Regions from separate parts of the Mus musculus genome. Here region 1 is linked to region 2. The links are chromatin contacts, called in public Hi-C maps. All regions are on one chromosome and are shown on one strand. Each heading gives the region's core, a stretch centred on a gene start, on an enhancer-like site or on the middle of the called end of the contact. The rest is flanking DNA. Distances are from core to core; before and after follow the strand shown. Region 1 has its middle 48 kb from the start of Gm11217. Region 2 holds the start of Tnc (tenascin C).

What was found. Hi-C and Micro-C count contacts between places; a contact is called where the count stands out from the background.
Region 1: a Hi-C map of the C2C12 cell line shows a contact between it and region 2, with 3 times the contacts expected there. The contact joins the enhancer-like site here to the promoter of Tnc in region 2. A contact is called at or near these places in 1 of 15 datasets of contacts at CTCF or cohesin (the NIH/3T3 cell line), 5 of 484 Hi-C or Micro-C datasets (the C2C12 cell line, the C3H10T1/2 cell line, adipose-derived mesenchymal stem cells and 1 more) and 5 of 115 datasets of contacts at active chromatin or transcription factors (the NIH/3T3 cell line, astrocytes, craniofacial prominence and 2 more).

The regions. Positions count from the first base shown.
Region 1 is chr4:64,323,135-64,326,177 of GRCm38.p6, reverse strand. No RefSeq gene overlaps it. Among named protein-coding and RNA genes, the nearest start is that of Gm11217, 48 kb to the right of the region's middle. Within about 2 kb of position 1,682, at least 24 of the 459 cell types and tissues checked have an H3K27ac peak or open chromatin away from gene starts, as enhancers often do. A contact at or near this core is called in the C2C12 cell line and adipose-derived mesenchymal stem cells, where this site is marked.
Region 2 is chr4:64,045,506-64,048,403 of GRCm38.p6, reverse strand. It overlaps Tnc (tenascin C), which reads left to right and starts at 1,468. Exons shown (of 27, transcript NM_001369211.1): 1 at 1,468-1,655. All of the region lies in intron 4 of 8030451A03Rik (a long non-coding RNA gene), which reads right to left.

The sequences.
Region 1 (3,043 bases), core at 433-2,932, 280 kb before region 2:
GACTAAGATGGAAAGGGTTATACAGTAGGGTGAGATACATGTTTCAATAGAAGTATATAAGATTATAGCTTACCCACTCTTAAATAAGGTGCCTTGTGGAGACTCTAATCATTGTGATGACAGACTCTCAGAGCAAGATTTTCCAAATTTCTTGTAACTCTATCCCTAGTTATTGCAACTATTGCCAGTAAAACTTTGACCTGCCTATCTTTTTAAGCAAGGCGTCTATGTGGTTGATGAATGTGTCAGCTGTGAGTAGATCATAGCTAGTGAATAGGAGGTGACAGCTAACTCTATTCCAAACACTGCCCTCAAGCCATGGAACCACAGAAAACATGCTTCTACCAGACTCAGAAGTTGAAATGCCATTATTATTAACTATGGCATATAAATTTCAGTGATAGCCATTTATATTAAAGGTGACAGTTCAGTTTCTTTGAGGAAAATATGAATTCTTTGGCGGAGATATGCAGATGCCCGTGGCATACTTCCCCTCCTATCAGCCATCTTTTGGAGGACTACATATACATATGAAAATCCAAAATTGGGTCAACCCTTGCATTTAGGCATTTAGCTTTGAGAATTCAGTGATGAACTACGTATGTTTCTGACTTTGGGAGAAATCCTTCCTTATTTGAGGAAACAAATAGACAGGAAACTCCAAGAATCTTTATTGTTTTCTTCATTCTAAATATAATACATATTTTTCAGTTTATCTTTATACCAAAGCAGTGTTATTGTCATAATTTTTGGATGGGCATGCACAATATAAATCATGGAGACCATATCTCAACAAGACTACGTGTCATCATTCACTCATTCTTATGTGCACACCCTCTAGTCATTTTCCATATTAAACATAGGAAAACACAAATATCTTTATATGACCTAAGCAGCCTGTTTGTACCTGTCAAGTTTATGGGTTTTAAACACTGTACACATGTGACTGTCTCTAATTCTGTATATAAGTTAATCCAAGAGCTCAACTGAGTGCAACACGTAGCTGAACTTTGCATTGTCTTGGTAAGACACACAGGCATCCCTTTAATTCCCCTAACGTTGTGGTTATCAGCAATCTTGCAGACATTGGTTACTCCATAGTCTGGAGCTCGAGATGAGAGAGTTAATGAAAATCACAGAATAGAGAGATCTCATTGGCCTTAAGTGAGCATTAGCTTGGTAAAAATCCTGAGACTCTGAGTTGCTGATTGTGGCATGTCAGTTACTGTGCCTTCCTGGTTGGTGAGTGCAGTAGCTTTTACTATTTTCACACTAGAATATCACTACCCATATTAACGTAAGTCAATAACATATTTTATGGCACCCCACTAAGACGAATGATTTAATCTTATTTTTGTTCACTAATGTATTGCCCCATGTGAAGTTCAGGAAATGGCTCATTGTAGGATCAAGTACGTCCTTGAAGACTAAATATAGAACATAGTTACGTCATTCCAGTGACGAATGATGATACAGAGTTAAATTCTGAGTGCTATTAGAACACAGGGTCAAATACTTCCTTGGAGTCAGGATTCATGTTTCTCCTCTGAGTGACTCCTGTGACTAGTGAGTACAGCTGGGTGGAAACTGGGGTTAAAGTTGTTGAACTATTACAATGGAGCTTCTAGTGTGGTTTCCATAACCCAGTGTCTCATCACACACACATGCATTAATAATTCCTCCACACTCCTGGTGGTGAGGCCTCCATTTATCACACTGAAGGTCTGAGTCATGGTTAGTTATGACCAGTGACTAATTACTGCTCACTTTGCCTTGGCCTGATCCTCTGCTTTTATCTAAGATCCTTCTCCTCCTTTCTCTACAAATCCATAACCTATTCAGGAACGCCCAGGACACTTAGCTCAAATAATCGGCCTATCTTCACAAAACAACAAAAAATAAACAAAAGACCAGCTCTTTCTGTTTGCTGTCACAAGTATTTTGCTCAGTTGCAGCCTCAGGTCACTGCTAAATGCTGACAGGTACATGTGTCAGAGTGCTCCCTTTAGACACACAAAATGTCCAAAATATCTCTTGCACATTGGAAATAATGCTGACTCCATTTCTCTGAATTTTTCTTTTAATACATACACATTTTTGTACCACTTGTTCCTGAAGCACGAAATTCCACATCAAAACTGAAAACTTTCTTCTCCTGAACTCCTGGTTTGTCCATATCACATCTAGGTTTATAAGCTTCTTTTGTTCCAACAGCTACTCTCATGTAAACTAATGACATTGTCTTAGTTAAGGTTAATACTGCTGTGATGAAACCCCAAGACGAATAGTAACATGGAGGTGGATTTTGCTCATATTATCATATAACAGTTTATCATCAAGAGCAATGAGGACAGGAACTCACACAGAACCTGGAAGAGGGAGCTGATGGAGAGCCCATGGAGGAGGGATGCTTACTGGCTTGATTCTTATGGCTTCCTCAACCTGATTTCTTATAGAACCCAGGACCAATAGACAAGGAGAGGCTCCACCCACAATGGGCTAGGTCCTCCTCCATCAACTACTAATTTAACAAATGCCTTACAGGCTTTTACAAAGCTCAATCTTAAGGACATATTTTCTTAATTGAGATTTCCTCCTCTTAGTTAAGACAAGTTGACATGAAAAAAAAAAAGACAAGTTGACATGAAACTATCAGCAAAAACATCATTTCTTGTCAAGTTGCACTCTTCTCTGTGCCAATTAAGATTCTCTACAGAAACAAAAATTACACACAAGCATAATACATACACACACACACACACACAATGCACATATACACCACATACACACACACACATACACAGAGGCAAGCACAGGTATATATATGCACATATGCACACCATGTACACATATGCATACACACACTATGTACACATATGCACATACATACTTACATGCAATTTTTTTTAAAAAAAGGTATTCTTCCTGTTAGAAGAGCTAAGGAGATTGATATGTGTAAAACAAGCAAGCAGTCCCAAAGTTCAGGCACATTTTCTCCATTAATGTGTTGAGACAGAATACACTCTTTCTTGAGATACTTTAC
Region 2 (2,898 bases), core at 219-2,718:
CCAACATCTGAATCAGCCCAAATGGTTTAAAAGTTCAAATGAGTCGTTTTACGACATGACTATTTATGGCTGTTCCTGATGTCTGAGCGGTGTGTGTGTGTGTGTGTGTGGGGGGGGGGGGGATAGGGAACACTTAAGCAGGCAGTCTTCGAGTCCTGGAATCGGTGCCACCCTAGGGATAGCCTAATTTTGTCTTGCTTTATTCTCCCAGGGAGATTGAAACTAAATGTTATGAGAAAGGCTGAAGGATGGTATCAATCAGTAAGTGGATGGTTGAAATTTCCGATAATAGTTGTTAATTAAAACATCAGAAGTCTCTTCTAAATTACAGAACAAAGAGATGCATTTTCCACAGTCCAGCAAAGCAGCTGTGTCTGTTGTCATGGGTGACAGTTTCCTACTTAAGCATCACTCACTGTTTCTGGTCACCAATGTGTCATGGAGCCATGAATTCTAAGTGCTTCCCAGGCACAATTCCTTGATGGCATTAAACTGCTTCTCTAAATTGCAGGGTATAAGCACTGTCCCAAACAAGCCCAGAAGTACCGTGAGCTGAGCTTGGCCCCAGGTGCCTTGGGGATACTTTAACATGCTAAATGAGGACTTCAACCTAAATAGTGTTACCTTTTGAAATATATTAGTGCTTCTCTAAGAAAAAAAAAAAAAAGTCTTCACTCAGCACCTAGGTACACTGAGAGCTCAGGAGTACACCCTGAGCTAAGTACTACACCCTACTTAGTAGACCCTACTAAGTAGAAAGCACTTAGTATGTGGCATAAACAATGTCAAAAAGTGACTCCTGAGGGGACATTGGGATCTGGATAAAGATTCCTCCAGGCAGCTGGGCACCGCTGGGTCCTGCTTCAGAAAAGCTCACTTTTCTAAGCTCCCAGTATGGTTCCCACCTGCTGAGAACTAATCTTGGGTTATCTCCAAGCTGGCCAAGAGAAACCTGAACTGCCCCGGGCTTGCTCAACTCTCCTCGATCTCCTCTTTCCAGGAACTCAGGTTCAGCCCTCAGGCTTTCTCCGAGGTGCCACCCCGCAGCTGCTGCCCAGAGCCTGAGGGAACCCAGGTCGTGTTTCCAGCTTGCTCTAGTCCAGGAGCAGCGCCAGGATCCAGTTCCCTCATATCCCAGTTCCCAAGGCTTCTGTTTCACAATTAGAATACTCATTTGTGGAGCAATGCAAAAATCACACTTCACTAACAACTACTCTGCGGGGGCGGAGGGAGCTGAAATTCCTACTTTTTTTTTTCTTCACTATAAATTGTATGCAAATGGTCCGTTAGCTGGCGGCGCGCCTGGAGTGAGTGCGTCTTTCATGAGCTAACCCTGTTCCGCTGGGAGGGCTGTGCCTTTAACTCACCAACTGAAAAAAAAAAAAGTGGGAAAGGATGTCTGGAGGCGAGGCGTCCCATTACAGAGGAAGGAGCTCCCTATATAAGCCTGCCAAAGCTGGCTGCTCCGGCCACAGCCTGCCTACTGTCACGCGTCTCTCCCGCGCGCAGACACACACCCTAGCCTCTGGTGGGCACAGACAGTGGCTGGGAAGACGCTAGGGACCGCGCGCTTGGGAACTCGTTGTGGCTTAACCCAGGTACTTCTTCACGGAGCTGGTGCACCCAGAGACTTTGCTTTTCCCGACCTGGAAAAGGTGAGTCTGTTGATCCCATCACCCAGGATCTTTCTGGTGTGCTCCTGGCATTCCCGGTACCCAGTAAGATGTGGGTTTGTAACTATAAAACTTTTGTTTAATTTCCAAGCCCGGTGTGATCAGATGCGGCCCGATTATTCTGTGCTTGCCCTCCTGCGGTCATGTATTTGGTATGGATCTGTCAATAGTCAGAGGAACTCAGGGAACTTTTGGTAAAGTTTTGTCTCTGCCTTTCTTTGGAGGAAATGTCTTACTTTAACTCTTACCCTTTTACCTCGTTGATTCTCACCTGTGGATTTTCCCCTTTTGGAGCGTTAGAGAAGTTGCATTTTAAAGTGGCATTCACTCACAGCACTTGGGTGGGATGAGTACCACGTACCCGTAGTAGGGAGAACACAACCGTGCATCTACACAGTCTCAGCACTTGACAGTTTTCGTTCCCCTCTTGTCCCATTTGATCCTCAGTGTCCACTCTGGGGAAAGATAAGAGCTGGATACCAGAGCTAGGAGATGAGTTCTGGGCACGGATGAAAAGCCCACAGGCTGTAAGATGAAACTGGTGGGCACGTCTGTGGGTTCTTGAAGCAGGGTGCCATCCTCCTGATTCAGAGACCTCAGGTGGGGCATGTGTAGAAGGTTTGGAGGCATCTGAACCCCATATTGCTCCCAAATCGGCCTCCCTCCTGACACTTTATCCCAGAACCCCAGTAACATATTCCCTTCCCTGGTGAACTTTGGAAAGAGCACAGAGATTCCTCTATGCCATCGTTGTGACAGGGGGAATAAGAGGTTGGGGTTTGACCCTAGAAGTGGCTTGGGCATTCCCACTAGTGCCACTACAACATAAATGTGTCAGGAAAATATGTAACTTCTATGGACCTTAGTTTCCACTTCTCTAAAGTGGGGACAGCAGCTCCCCTTATAATGAGGAGCGAATGAGGAACAAAAAAGATCAAATCAGCAACTGGGCAATCTCTGTCATGGCCCAAAGCTGCCAACACCCTGGACGTGAAAAGCGGGGCCTCTTAACCCAGTTTTTCAGTGTGTCTGCTTACCCCCAAAGCCTCTGCCTTCTTATCTTGCCCAATCTGAGACAGCCTGCTAGCCTGGCACGTAGTGTTTTACAAGCAAGGGGTGTGTTGGCACCATTAGGAGAAAAGGTGGCAGCCTCGGGCTTGATGTGAATCTGGAGTTCTGACTCCAGAATGTCCTCAGGCATTTACAGGCTGAAGTGCTTGGCTAT